Linked DNA regions of Ovis aries: region 2 is linked to region 1. The links are chromatin contacts, called in public Hi-C maps. All regions are on one chromosome and are shown on one strand. Each heading gives the region's core, a stretch centred on a gene start, on an enhancer-like site or on the middle of the called end of the contact. The rest is flanking DNA. Distances are from core to core; before and after follow the strand shown. Region 1 overlaps PRKAG2 (protein kinase AMP-activated non-catalytic subunit gamma 2). Region 2 overlaps PRKAG2 (protein kinase AMP-activated non-catalytic subunit gamma 2).

Evidence for each region. A called contact is a pair of places that touch in the nucleus more often than the background predicts.
Region 2: a contact with region 1 is called in a Hi-C map of skin fibroblasts, with 1.8 times the contacts expected there. The contact joins two enhancer-like sites. A contact is called at or near these places in 8 of 16 Hi-C or Micro-C datasets (liver, mixed tissues, muscle and 4 more).

Annotation. Positions count from the first base shown.
Region 1 is chr4:115,762,730-115,769,866 of ARS-UI_Ramb_v3.0, reverse strand. The region is part of intron 5 of PRKAG2 (protein kinase AMP-activated non-catalytic subunit gamma 2); the gene reads left to right. Among named protein-coding and RNA genes, the nearest start is that of RHEB, 88 kb to the right of the region's middle. Within about 2 kb of position 3,181, at least 17 of the 54 cell types and tissues checked have an H3K27ac peak or open chromatin away from gene starts, as enhancers often do.
Region 2 is chr4:115,891,599-115,899,288 of ARS-UI_Ramb_v3.0, reverse strand. All of the region lies in intron 3 of PRKAG2 (protein kinase AMP-activated non-catalytic subunit gamma 2), which reads left to right. Among named protein-coding and RNA genes, the nearest start is that of PRKAG2, 120 kb to the left of the region's middle. Within about 2 kb of position 5,533, at least 11 of the 54 cell types and tissues checked have an H3K27ac peak or open chromatin away from gene starts, as enhancers often do.

The DNA.
Region 1 (7,137 bases), core at 1,932-4,431:
TTGCCTCTGGGAAAAAAGAACAAATTGGACCTCAGTCTCCCCTGTGTTGTTGTTCAGGTCCTCCTTTGCCTGGGTTCTGACCCCAGCTGCCCACCCATTTCTTACTCTCATGCCCTGACAGAGGGACCTTTCCAGAGCATGAATTGACAGCGCCATTCCTTTACAGGAAAAATCTTTACCACTTTTCTGTGTCTATATATAGAATACACGCAGACTTTTCATCTGCAGCCTCCCCGCCTCTTCCCAGCCATGCACACGAGAGACTAGAGAGCTTGCTTTCTGTGCATGAGAGAGCTTATCAGAAGGCAGATTCGAGTTCTCTGCTTCAGGGAGTAGGGGGTGGGCCTGGGAGTCTGCATTTCTGCCAAGCTCCCAAGTGCGGCTGTTGCTGCCTCACACATGGAGTCATCAGGCTGTAGAACCAGCTTCAGCAATCTCCTTCTGTCAAAAACTAGATGGTCTCCGTCTAGGTCACAACAACTCAGCCCGCCCGGACCGCCGCAGAGCAGCAACGCAGTCCCACTGGCAGGGCTGGCGTTCCAGCCAAACTTTGTTTACAGAAAGAGGCCAGGTTGGGCCCACAAGCAGAGTTGGCCAGCCCCCTGTTCTGTGACTCCTCGCAGTCCCAGTGACTCAGGGTTTACATCCTTTGGAGGGTGAGGCCTTCTCTCGCTATGTCCTCCAGCTGCCAGCATTACCACTGTGTACATCCTGTCTCATGCCGCCACCATCACAGCTCAGCCAAGGTCTCACCCTCTCAGAGTCCCTCCCAAAGCCCTTCTGTGCGTGCGTGCTTAGTCACTCAGTTGTGTCCCAACTCTTTGCAACCCCATGGACTATAACCCACCAGGCTCTCCTGTCCATGGGATTCTCCAGGCAGGAGTATTGGAGAGGGTAGCCTTTCCCTTCTCCAGGGGATATTCCCAGCCCAGGGAAATCGAACCCAGGTCTTCTGCATTGCAGGCGGATTCTTTGCTGTCTGAGCCACCAGGGAAAACCAGAGCCCTTCTGTTTTCTCCACAATCCCGCCTCCCCTTCCCAGCTCATGACACAGTGGTGCACCATGGGTGCTCAGCTGTATTCTGGTGACTACACCCAGGGTTTATGGTTCCTTTATGGGAGCAATGGGAGGATGGGATGATTCAGGATCTGCAAAGTGCTGAGAGCGGCGCTTAGCGCTCAGCAGTTACATTATGTGTTCGCTTTTCAAATGTTTTATTGCATCAGTCATACCTGTTTGTTTTTATCAAGGTTAACTGTGTAGAACTTATTTAACAACAAGACCAAGCACCGCCGTAAGCACCTGAACACAGCCCTCGAATGCTTTCTCCAGTAAATGATGCTGTTGTTCAGTGGCTCAGTTGTGTCCAACTCTTTGCGACCCCATGGACTGCAACACACCAGGCTTCCCTGTCCTTCACCATCTCCCAGAGCTTGCCCAAACTCATGTCCGTTGAGTCGGTGATGCCATCCAACCATCCCATCCTCTGTCGTCTCCTTCTCCTCCTGCCTTCAATCTTTCCCATCTTCGGGGTCTTTTCCAATGAATCAGCTCTTCGAATCAGGTGGCCAGAGTATTGGAGCTTCAGCTTCAGCAGCAGTCCTTCCAATGAATATTCAGGGTTGAGATTATCCATGATTAACAAACCTATGATTCTGGCACCATGTCAAGAATGTTACAGCCCCTGGAAACTATCTGTGTTATCTCCTCGCCCTCTTCTCACCGTTCCAGCTGTCGCGGCCTCTCCAGTTATTTCAGGCTTTGAGTAGCTCACCGTGTGGGTTCGTCCCACCGTCTCACTTCTGTCCACTCACCTCTCCCCTGTTCCCTTACTCTCTGCTGCTTCCTTCGCAGTCCTCTCTCTGAGCTATTCCTTCTTCACCTGCAAGGAATTCCTCAAAGGATAGTCTTTTCAGGACTTGCCTCCAAACTCATTTTCCTAGCAAGACTGATCAACATAGTCTGCACGGTGAAAACTAGTTAAGAAGTGGATGGGAAAAGTAAAAGCGAGAGGGAAAGTACTATTTTTCAGTCAGGAGTCTGGTAACCTGAGGCCCCATTCTGTAATGAGGCAGCTGTGGTCTTGGATGATCCTAGTCTCTCCAGGTGTTGTTTGTCTTGTTGTTATTGTTGCTGCTGTGGGTTTTCTCTGTAGAATGAAGCCCAGCACTTGGCAAACATGTGCTTTTCCTTCTAGCCTGAAAATACGACCTAGAACGACCAGCAGCTACTCTTCAGAAACCAGAAATGTACATTCAGTCAAACTCGCTCATTCTCAACGGGAGGATGTTGCTGTGATGAGGATGTTGCTGTGATGTGAGCAGAGATTGGTTCTTGTTGGGGGACAAAAAAATCTTAGGTACCATAGTGGTTTCTGGCTCTCCAAAGGGCCCCTGAATGGATATACAGTGTGTTTGCAGTATTCAAGTTTCATGGGGTAGGACAGTTAAGGGGACGGGCACCTGTGGATAACGAGAAACACTGCTCTTTCTTAGAAAGAACATCCTCCTGTGCATTTATATCCCTTTATCACTTAGCCTTGATAGCAGATCGCCCAGGAGGCTCGGCTGTGTCCACTTGGTTCACTGACTGGTGTGAAGGGTGCTGACCTCTGGTGGTGACAGGCCGATGATCACAGCTCGGTCACTGGCCAATCGCCTCGTAGTATTGGAAGGCTCTGATGACCTGCCATCCAGACTCTGCCCTTCCCTACTGAGACTGCAACTTACCTTCCGCAAGAGAGTGACTGTGTCTTGATTATAAAAATAGTTACAGCTGTATGAAATATTCACAGTGAAACATTTTCTTTCCTGGCTGGCCCCATATTTGAAAGTTTGCCATATTTAATAGATTTTAGGTGTACATTTTAAAGTCTCTGAAGTCAGGCTATAACTTCACATTTGATGGTATCTTAGATTTGATGAGGTAGAAGAGCAGAGGTTCTGTTATCTGAAACCCCCCGCCAATCCTTTAAACAAGAGGGGAGTTCACAGCAGGGTTTGGGGATCTGAAAGCAGGACCAGCCACTGGGCTTCACAAGTAACCGAGGAGTCACCAGGAGCCGAGGTGGGGCTGAGTCATCTCCGGGATGAAAGGATCGCCATGACCTTCCCTCTCAGGACTGGCTCTGTCTGCTCTGTGGTGGGCGCCTGGCAGCCCCAGCCAATAGCTGGCAGGAGTCCAGGCCGGTGAGTCAGACCGTGTGCTCGCTGGCCGGGTGGCTCCATCCTACAGCTCTGCAGTGGGGGCGGAAGAACCCTTGTGAAGTTGTCATACTAGGACCCCGGGGACTTTCCATCTTACCTGTGAAATGAAAAGTGGAAGAACCTTTGTGTCCTTTTTCTGGTTTATAGTAACTGGTGTGTACTAAGTATATTAAGACACTGTTGTAAATCTTTTACGTTGATCTCATCTAATCCTCAGAGCAACTCTATGAGTTAAATATTTTTATCATCCCTGTTTTATAGAGGGGGACATTAAGAGGGTTGAGAGGTTAAGTAAGATACCTCAGGGGATAAATCTGAGAAGGTGGGGTCACCAGGTTTCAAACATGGTCGTTAGGCTCACTGCACGGGCTCCAAGCCAGCCTGCATTCCCAACAGGAAGTAGTCCCTTATCCAGAAACCCACTTTCCACACCCTCACCTCCCATCCCTTCTTCAGCCCCTTTCCGCCTCTCCACCCGAGCTCCCCAAGGTGATCCTTTGTGGCTCCGTTCTGCAAACTCCAGCGGACACTTAGTCCTCTTCTCATTTTGAGCTCTTAGTAGCCGTCCCCAGAGACAACCTCCGCCCCCTTCTCCCACGGAACACTCCGGGTGCACTCCTCATCCTTGTCTTCTCAGTGGTTCTCCTCTTTTTCCTTTTTTGGTTCTGTTCTGTTTTGTAGTAGCAGGTGGAGTGAGGTCTGACTCACGCAGACATTAGATATGGGACCCGGCTCTGCCCAAAGCCCCCCTTGTCTTCTCCTCCTGTCCTCTCCCCTAGACAGTCCTACTCACTCCCAGGGCTGTAATTACCCCCTGCCTGTTGCCCAGTGTTCTAATCCCGTGTATTTAATTACAGGATGCTTTAATAACCGATGACGCTCCGCAGTTATCTCCAGCCACATCTCTTCTGAGTATCCGGTTGCCTATTGGATGTCTCCACCTGAGGCACCACCACCTCTCTCACCCATCCTCCCGCTCCCCTCTTCTGTTTTCTCCTCCAGCCTGATTCAGTAAATGGGCACTGTGTCCCCCTGGTTTTTGGCTTTGTATTTTAACAAGAATGATGTTGAGCCCTGCCTCTCTCACCCCCACATCCAAGCGATCTGTCCTCTCCCCGTCACCTCCTGAATCCCTCCCGTATGTCACTCTGCCATGTCACCTCTCTGCTGACTGTTAAACAGCCTGATCACCCAGCATGCACTCTGGCCCCCTTCAGTCAACTCGACAGGCTGCAGTTAGCGATACTTTCTGAAAACATGTGTCTAATGGCATCATTTCCACGCTTACAAGCCTTCTCCGGCTTCCTCTGCCCTTAGGCAGGACTCCGGTCTTCTCCCCGTGTTCTCTGCCCTTCCATTCTGCCTGCCTCACCTCACACCACTCTTCTCCAGGCCTCCTGCACGTTCCTCAGCTTTGTTATCTGCGCCTTCTGGACTTCAGGTGGGCTGTCCCCACTCCCTGGGTGGTTCTTCCCTGTCCTCTGAGCCACCCACTGGCTTTCTTCAGGTCTCAGCCTAAATGTCACTCCCTCAGGAAGAGCAACTTTCCAGAATCCCCAGACCAGCCTTCCCACCTTATGTCATGACCCCACCTGGTTGACGGGGCTGTTCAGGAGAAATGTGTTTGTTCACGTTTCCTTGCCATTGTGTAAGCCCTGTGAGGACAGGGCTGAAAACTTGCTATTTGCCAGGTCTCAGAGATACCATGATAAACAAGACCTCGTTTCAGTAAATAGTTGTCACATACGTGAACTCATAGTTTTGGGAGCTTTAACTTTTACTCTGGCACGTGGGCTCAGTGTACTTCAGTGGTTAATGTTATTTCTTATGAGGATATAAAGGCATTTCTATTAAAGGCAGTGAGGAAGCCCCCTTGCCAAGTTGATGTGTGCTAATCTAAGAGCAGTGACAAGGCAGAGGTGAGGTGACCTGGGTGTACCTCCAGGTGTGCCGAGACTCCCGCTGCTGAACATGAGATCAGGGTGGACTCTGTCCGGAACAGCTTCAGAGGCAGTCATGGAAACGTGATGACTTACATAAGCTGGTGTCTCAGGAGAAAGTCTCTTAGATCTCTCTTTTGTGGCTGTGACTGCACTTGTGCTGATGTTAGGGGAGAAGTCCAGCTTCACTCAGATGCTCAAAGGAGAAAGTCCTTTGGTTCAGTTCAGTTCAGTCGCTCAGTCGTGTCTGACTCTTTGCAACCCCATGAATTGCAGCACGCCAGGCCTCCCTGTCCATCACCAACTCCCGGAGTTCATTCAGACTCACGTCCATCGAGTCAGTGATGCCATCCAACCATCTCATCCTCTGTTGTCCCATTCTCCTCCTGCCCCCAATCCCTCCCAGCATCAGTCTTTTCCAGTGAGTCAACTCTTCGCATTCGGTGGCCAAAGTAGTGGAGTTTCAGCTTTAGCATCTATTTGGGAAAGTTTTGGTCAAATTTTAGTCACATCTTAAATCTTTTCACTTGCTGCCTCTGTCCCAGTTAAAGCTGTTTCCTGTGTATCTGAATTTATGTCACATCACTGAGGTTCTGAACTTTGTAGTACCTCATTCATGTTATTTTAGGTTATACTTTGGTCGTTTGTTTTTTTGTAAGTTGTTGTTGTTCAGTTTCTCAGTTGTGTCCGACTCTTTGAAACCTCATGGACTGCAGCACGCTAGGCTTCCCAGTCCTTCACTATCTCCCAGAGCTTGTTCAAACTCATGTCCATCAAGTCGGTGATGCCATCCAACCAACTCATCCTCTGTCATCCCCTTCTCCTCTGCTCTCAATCTTTCCCAGCTTCAGGGTCTTTTCTAATGAGTCAGCTCTTTGCATCAGATGGACAAAGCACTGGAGCTTCAGCATCAGTCCTTCTAATGAATAGTCAGGGTTGATTTCCTTTCGGATTGATTGGTTTGATCTCCTTGCTTTCCAAGGGACTTTGAAGAGTCTTCTCCAACACCACAGTTCGAATGCATCAAGTCGCTACCAGTAGATTGTTTTTCATAGACCATGTATTGTGGAATGTGTACTTGTTTCAGTAAGATCTCAGGAAGACAGACGTCACTTCGTTTGGCTCTTCCTTTCACAATGACTCCTTGAGCTTTGATGCTTACGCATGTGGCCTGTCCCCTCCCCCTTTAAGTTGCATGTGTAATTAGTGCCAAGTAATCAAGAGCATGAGTCAGACCCAGGTTGGAGTCCCACTTCTTCAACTTAAGAGCTGTGAGACCTTAGGCAAGTTATTTCAATCTTCAGTTTCTCTTTGTGAAGCAGGAAGTAGTGATAGCACCCAGCTACATCGGATTATCCGTGCATTAAATAACCTGAATGTAGTGGTACCTGCCCTGTTGTATCGTCTCCACAAATATACTATGGTGATGCCCTTGGAAAGGACCAGAAAGGCAAACGAGCCAAAAGGTAGAATCAGGCCACCATCAGTGCTTCATCCGGTGACTGCGGCTGGCCCAGCGACGGCTTCGGGGTCAGACGTCTCTGCGTGTGACAATCATATGAGTACCGTCCAGTCAGCAGCACCTGTGACCTATCCCATCCCTCAGAATCACTCTGCAGGAAAGATGGTGTCCTCCCCATTTTACAAACGAAGAGATCCAGGCAGAGGGGATGAAGGAACTTGCGGAGCGTCCCGAAGAATGTGATGGCAGTTCTGGCACAGATCTGCTCTAGGCGTGCCCCGTTCGTTCTTCTACACAGACTCCAGCCGCCACCCGGAGTTCCTGTAGCCCCCGCTGGAGAGGCACGTGCTCTCTGACGTACCAACGTACCTGACATACTGACGTGCCTGACATACCGACGTACGTACCATCGGTACGTCAATACCTGACGTACTGACATACCGGACGTATTGACGTGCCTGGCGTACAAACATACGGACTGATGTATCTGACGTACTGACGTACACGTCGTACTGACGTACCCAGGCC
Region 2 (7,690 bases), core at 4,284-6,783, 130 kb before region 1:
GAGCTTTAGTCAACAGGTTTCAGTTGCCCTTGTCATATTCTGATGTTCCAATTGCCCCGTTGGCCAGCGGGAGCCCCTTCGGGCTGGCCCCCGTGTCCTGGGTCTGTCCCCCCCAGCACACGCTTGTTGTTCAGTCACTAAGTTGAGTCTGTGCAAACACTTCTTATTTTCTGATGCAACAAAACTATCCAGCCTCACCTGAGCTCTCCCTGCCCCAGTCCTGGAATCCGCCATTTCTCCAGACAGCCCTTGTTATTTTCAGGCGGTGAATCAGTTCATTTCAGTTCAGTTCAGTCGCTCAGTCGTGTCCGACTCTTTGCAACCCCATGAATCGCAGCACGCCAGGCCTCCCTGTCCATCACCATCTCCCGGAGTTCGCTCAAACTCACGTCCATCGAGTCGGTGATGCCACCCAGCCGTCTCATCCTCTGTCGTCCCCTTTTTCTCCTGCCCCCAATCCCTCCCAGCATGGTGAACAGCATTAGAAATAAGGGCCGAAGTATGTTTTTTGCAACTGAGCTATCACAGCTTCTAGGCCTTCTCAGCAGACATGCCGGCAATATGCTTAATTTAGGAGAGTGGTTAGATAAGATTAAAAAGGTGCATCCACACGGTATAGTATTATATAGCTGTAAAAATACATAAACGTGGTATCTTTGAGCTGATATAGCAAGAAACATGAATAGAAGATTCTCAAGAGACATGAAGATGGCCCTTCAACAGCACTTAGACATCAGTAGGAAACCTTTCCCTAAACTCAGGTTGTATTGGGTTGTCCAGAAATTCCTTAAGGGATGACACTGAGGCACCTTTTCACGTACATGTCTTCTTTGGAAAAATGTCTATCGTTTTTAACTGGGTTGTCTTTTTGTTACAGGAAAACCTGAATGAGGTTTTTTACCAACCCAATAGAATTTACCGGTATTTTTTTTCTAGTATCTACTGTAGTTGAACTCTTTTGTTCTAGAACTTTTTCATCACGCCAGCAGAAACCTCGTATCAATAACCATTGCTCCACACTCACCCTCCACTCAGCTCCTGGCCACACTGATCTGCTTTTTGTCTCTGTGGATTTGCCTGATCTGGAACTTTCGTTTCAATGGAATCATACAAAATACGGCCTTCTGTGTCTGGCTTCTCTCGCTGAGCATATTGTTTTGAAGATTTGTCCATGGTGGAGTGTGTGTCAGTACTTCATTCCTTTTCATGAATAATATTCATGAAACTGAATAATATTCCTTCATCTGGACGGACTGCGTTCTGCCTATCCATTCTTCCATTGGTAGACACCTGGGTGGTTTCCTCCGTTTGGCTGGTGTGACTAGTACTGCTATGAATATTCATGCGTACGTTTTCAGTTCTTTTGCGTGGATACCTAGGAGTGGGATTTCTGGGTCATTTGACTATCCTGTTTAATGTGGTGAGGAATGATGTGACTGTTTTCCACTGCCACCCCATTTTAGTCTCGTCAGCGACGGATGAGGTTTTCACTTCTCCACATCCCCTCCAACACTTGCCGCTTTCCGTCTGTGGTTGCTGTTAGTACTATTGCCTTCCTAGTCGATTGGAAGTGGCATCTCGTTGTGGTTTCGATTTGCTGTTCTTTAATGACATAGACTATCTTTTCATGTGCATGTCTTCTTTGGGAAAATGCCTTATCGTTTTTATCTGGGTTGTCTTTTTTGTTGTTGAATTGTAGGAGTTCTTTATATATTCTGGATACTAGACACTTAGCAGATATATGATTTGGAGATATTTTCTTCTTTTCTGTGGGTTTTTTCACTCTCTTAATAGTGTCCTTTGATGTGCATAAAAATGTCTTAGTATTTATTTACTTGACTACGTTGGGTATGCGGGATCTCTTATTTATTGATTTGGCTGCACTGGGTCTTATTTCCCGCACGCGGGGTCTCTAGATGCGGCCTGGGGACTCTTGGTTGCGACACAGGGGATCTAGCTCCCTGAGCAGGGATGAAACCTAGGCCCCTGCATTGGGATTGTGGAGTCGTAGCCACTGGACCACCAAGAAGTTCTGAAAAATTTTTAATTTCAATGACAGCAAGCTTTTGATGACCAGAATTACTTAGTGTGCTGCTCCTTGGTGCCTGGCCCCTAGAGAGCCTCAGACCTGTTGGCGTGAAGAATGGGGAGCAGGGCCCCAGGAGGTGGCTGCCCCTGACCACGGGTCGCTGATTCCAGGAATGAGCCTCTCCAGGGAGAATGAGAGGCCAGGCCAGGCCGGCGGACGAGGGCATTGTCACAGGGTCCCTCACCTCGTCAGGAAAGGCTGGCTGAGAGTCTGACAGTCCCTTAAAGTCTTGAGTGAGGGGAGAGGAAAAACAGCAAGTTCTCTGGAGCATCCATGTCTTCCGACCCTCAGTAAGCTTTCCTGCTTGACCACAGGGAGGCAGGTTTCCTCCGAGCATTTCTGTTTGGTGGTGAGGGCTAGAAGGCCTCCTTCTCTTCCCATGCCATCCTCCTCACCCTCTGACGCCAGAGGACCCCCAGCCAGCCCCAGGTCCCTAAAGGCCAGGAAGCTGGGCTCTAGAACCCTGGTGAATGGCAAGGTCTCTTAGGTTGTCCCCAAGGACAGGTTGGGCTAAAATGAGAGCCGATGGCTCAGGAGAGGTGCTGGTTCCAACAGTGTCCCTCATCTTTTTCTGATAAAACAATTGCCTTAAAAGGTGCTTTGCTGATTTTTTCTTTTCTGCTGAAGACACTAATCACCGTTTGTTCGATTTTGTTGTTGTTTTTCTTTTGTTTTCTCTTCTTTACATTTTACTTTTCAGTGAAGTAGTTCAGTTGCATGGTTTTCAAAACAATAAAAAATCAAGGAATGCAAAATGATCGGTATGGGAAGGTCCCAGCCCCACTCCTCCAAAACCTCATAAAGGACCTCTTTAAATTATGTCCATCTTCAACTATTGTACCGTTTATTGGTGGCGGACCTTGCATGTGGTCTTATCACAGTGGCGGATGAATACTCTCTTCCCCACGTCTTCCTCAATTCCCCTCTGTTCTCCTTTTTTTTTTTTTTTTTAATTAATCAATCTTTACTTTTTATCACCCCGTCAGGAATCTTTTTAGGCATTTTTAATCACCCCCTTATAATTTTAATAAGACAGATATAGTACATATTACTAATGTGTTGCATGAGACTGTGCTTTGTATGTAAAAAGAGGCTGTCCCCCAGCGCCCTAAGCCAGTTTTCACCCTCTTAGAGACAGTATTGCCCCCAAGGAGAATGATGTGATTTGAGGTGAGAAATGTCAGTGATTATGGCAAGATCCGATTCACTGGGGGTAAGGCCCATCTGAATCAACAAACGATCTAGATTATAGGATTTTTTAAATATTTGGTCAACCTAGCGAAATGAACCAGCCATGGAAATGAACTTCCTAGACATCAGAAACGTAAGCCTTTGAGCACCCAAACCTGCATTTTCAAGTGTTTGGTGGCTCAGACACTTTGTAGTTTTCTTATTTGAAAGATGCTAAATAGCATCTCACTCTTTATTGATGACTTGGGGTCCTGACCAGATTCCCTGGGATGGATGCATCCCGCTGCCCCTGAGGTGTGAAGACTGTGTGTAGACTTACGGACTGAAGGACGTTTTTTGGGTAAATTTTGGCCGTGCTGCGCGGCACGTGGGATCTCAGTTCCCTGACTAGGGATTGAACCTGCACCCCTGCATTGCAAGCGGAGTCTTAACTGCAGGGGGACCAAGGAAGGGCTGAACTTCCGGCCACCCTGCCCCCAGCCCTTCCTTCCATGTACCTGCTGCATGCTTTGCGGTGGAGTTTTGCCTTGAACAGCACCCAGGCTCTCCCCGATCGAAACTCGCTGCTAAGAAACCGGGATTCTTTGTGCGTGTTGTTTGAAATGAGTAAATGATCAGGAGGAAAGTCCCTTGGCTCCCCATTCGAGAAATGCAGTGCCTTTGGCTCGTGAGCGGGGGTTCTGTCCGAGTACCTCTGACTCAGTTCAGCTGGAAGAGGAACTGCAGACATGTGGTACCGTCAGTTCAAGTTCAAGTGCCCCACACTGTCCCCCATGCAGGGCCCCTGCCCCAGCTGCCGCCAAGCAGAGGTGGCCTCGGAGACGGGCTCTCCAGGTGATACCCTGTGAGGCACATGACAGCCCTCTGGGTTGGGTTAAGGCCCTGACGATGCCGTTTGGTGTTTAAAATGCTTGAGGGCTGACAGGGTATTTTTCCTACTTTAAAACCCTGTGACATGGGCTCAGGCTGTATTGTGATTTATTTTTCTTATGGGAGAAATGAGGGAGAAGAAACAGCGACTCAGAACTGACCCCGGTAATTGCGTTGCTGCGGTGTCTGACTCAAGTCTTATGAACCTTTCTGTGTATTGTCTCGTTGGGGAATATATGTCACGATTCAGAAGGGACAGCTCAAGGCAAACCTCCCCCCAGGCCTCATATTCTAAGCTAGTGGTTTCCAGCTGAAGGAAGTGCCGAAGCAGGAGGGGTTTTCCTACATGCTCAAGTTGCTTCAGTCATGTCCCACTCTTTGTGGCCGCCTGGACTGTAGCCCGCCAGGCTCCTCTGTCCTTGGGATTCCCCAGGCAAGGGCACTGGAGTGGGTAGCCGTGCCTTCCTGCAGGGGATCTTCCCGACCCAGAGATCGCACCTGCCTCTCTTGGGTCTTGTCTCCTGCATTGGCTGAAGACAGATTCTTTACCACGGCGACACTTTTCAAATTTCTCCTGAAAGCCCTGGATTCCAGAAAATGGAGAGGGTGCCTAGTTGCCTGGGAGATGAGGGGCCGGGTGGACCACCGTCTGGCTTTCTGCCGAGCCTGTGCGTTCACGGGTCTTCACCCTTGCACAAGGGTTTTACACATTCCGGTAGCCCTCTGACCTCCCTAAGACATAACTTAGAGGAAGAAGTAAACACAAAAGCCAGACACTCAACCTCTAGACCCTATGGAATCTGGTGTTTGCAAGCCTTGCTCTGTGACCTTGAGTCCGGGGTTCACCCTGGGACCAATTTGAAACCTGGAGTCAGAGCAAATCGCATCAGCTCTTGTCTTTGGTGCCACAGAGCCTTTGGCCTGGTGAGAGACCCCCGGGGAACTATAGGGCCCATGAGAAGGGATTTCAGTGAAGCACACACTGGGTCCTTCCGTGGGGCATTAGATTTTAAGAACACCCAGGGACTCCCTACTGTTGGGGTGCTGTACTTTGGCATGCTGAAAATCATGACTGCCATTGGTGTTTGCTTTTTTCTGTCCTTTTCGGTGTTTGTTTAAATCAAGCTACCCCCGATGTCACTGGGCTTAGATGCCACTGGTGTGACTTGAACTGTTCCAAGTTGAGGTGGTTTGTCTTTGCCAGAAAAATCACCCTCTTGTCGCTCCGAGTTCCGGGAGGAGCCGAGAGGTATATGTGACGGTAGGCGTGCTGGGCGACATGTGGGCGCCCGGGTCAGGGCGGGGACGGTCGCCTGGGAGCCTCGGCCTCACAAACAGCTCTGGGGACGAGGAAAGGAAGCCCCGGAGAGGTGACACACAGTCTCACTCAGAGTCAAGTGCTGCGGTGACCTTTAGAACTTTCCATGAAATCCGACACTGTATTTTGCAACCACCGGAGAGTGCCAGCAACTCTGTGCTCCCGGGCGTGTGGCCCGCCCGCCGCTCCGAGGGTCCCCCCCACCCCCACCCAGAGCCTCTTACATAACTGGGGTTTGGTTTGGCCCATGGCCTCTGAGGGGTCCAGTGCTTTTCAGGTACCGTCACGTGACCCACAAAGCTTCCGGGTGCATTGGCAGTGGGTCTGTCTTCCTTTCCTTTTCCAACATGGAACCCAGAAGAGGCATCCTGGCAGGGCGGGGTGTGTGTGGGGAGGGGTCCGTACCATGAGATGAGAGTGAAAGAGTGAAGCCGCTCGCTCACGTCCGACTCTTTGCGACCCCATGGACCATACAGCCCATGGAATTCTCCAGGCCAGAATACTGGAGTGGGTAGCCTTTCCCTTCTCCAGGGGATCTTCCCAACCCAGGGATCGAACCCAGGTCTCAGGGGGGAGCAAACCGGCAGGGTGCCAGTCCAGCTGTGCCGCTGGTCCCCGGAGGGGGATCTTGGGCAAATCATTTCGCTTCTCTGAACCTCCGCATGTTCTGCTTCTTAAACCAAGTCGTGAGGGCTGGCCTCCCTGCCTCACGGCGTGGCCGAGGAGAACTTTGGGAAGGCCCTGGTCTACACGAGGTGCGCCTGCCTGCCGGCAGCCCTCCTCAGCCCTGCAGGCCTGGACCGGGGGCCCAAGGTGAGGGTGTGTCTGGACACGGGGGTGACAAGCAGGACAGGTCTGCACGGAGTCTCAGCCCCCCAACCCAGCCTCTCATCCAGGCCTCTGGTGACCGTCTCCGTGAAACGGAGTAAACGGTCTCTGCCCATGTGTCTGCTGCTGACCCGGGAGGCCCACTCCCGCAGCACAGGGGACAGAGGCCGAACCAGGAGGCAGCTCTGCCCAGTAAAAGGGTCCACCCTGGGCTTTCTGCCGGAGCCCCGGTAGGACTTGTCAACTGGCCATGTGGACACTGTGGTGGATGCTCAGCATCCTTTGGCCCCTCTGCCTGCCCATCCCCAGCGTGTGCAGCAGAAGGCCCTGACTGCAGAGACAGTGGCCGTGGAGTCAGGCCCACTGTCCCCACCCCTATCAGAAGGCCAGGCCAGCCAGGCTCCCTGAGGAGCAGTCCACCCTTCCCTGGATTCCCAGCTGTCACGCAATAATAACAGTAAGGAGAAATGAGAAATGTTCAAGGCCTGAACCTCTCTCGGCGGTGGAGCCTGCTCTGAGTGCCGAGTGGTGTGCTGCCCTCCTGGAGTTCACTCAAACTCACGTCCATCAAGTCGGTGATGCCGTCCAACCATCTCATCCCCGGTCACCCACTTCTCCTGCCCCCAATCTTCCCCAACATCAGTGTTATTTCCAATGAATCAGCTCTGATGTGAAGTATTGGCCGAAGTATTGGAGCTTCAGCTTCAGCAACAGTCCTTCCAGTGAACACCTAAGACTGTCCCCCTTTAGGATGGACTGGTTGGATCTCTTTGCAGTCCAAGGGACTCTCAAGAGTCTTGTCCAGCCCCACAGTTTGAAAACTGCCCTCATTACATGGTCCTAGTCCAGGCTTCTGGGTATAGCACCAACCAAGAGAGTGATTTGTATAATATGCTCCAGAAATACATTTTAAACACACTTTTCAGGACTTCCCTGGTGACCCAGTAGTTAAGATCGACACTTCCACTGCCAGAAGAGTGGGTTCTGTCCCCGGTCAGGAAACAAAGGTATCCAAGTGCCACGTGGTGGGGCCAAACGAAATAAACACAGTTCCATCTTGGAAGCCACTGGTTCCTTCTTTTTCAGCCCTTCCCTTTAAAAAATCCCCCAAGTGTGGAAAGCATTCCATGAGGAGGTGTTCTTGCCGGCTGAATCACGATCGCGTGAAGGGGCTTCACCTCTTGTTCATTTGGGACCATCAGCTGCGGAAACCGTGACGAAGGGGTGTTTGGTCTTCCCGACAGTGGCCACCGCTCCCAGCCCCGAGGTCGGATGTCCTGAAGGACGTGTGCTCGTCACTCCACCTGCAGCCTGGGTGTCGCCTCATCCTTATGTATCTGCACTCGTCTCAGTTGTGCGAAAGTGTTGTCCCAAGTTAAGGAGTATCAGGCAAA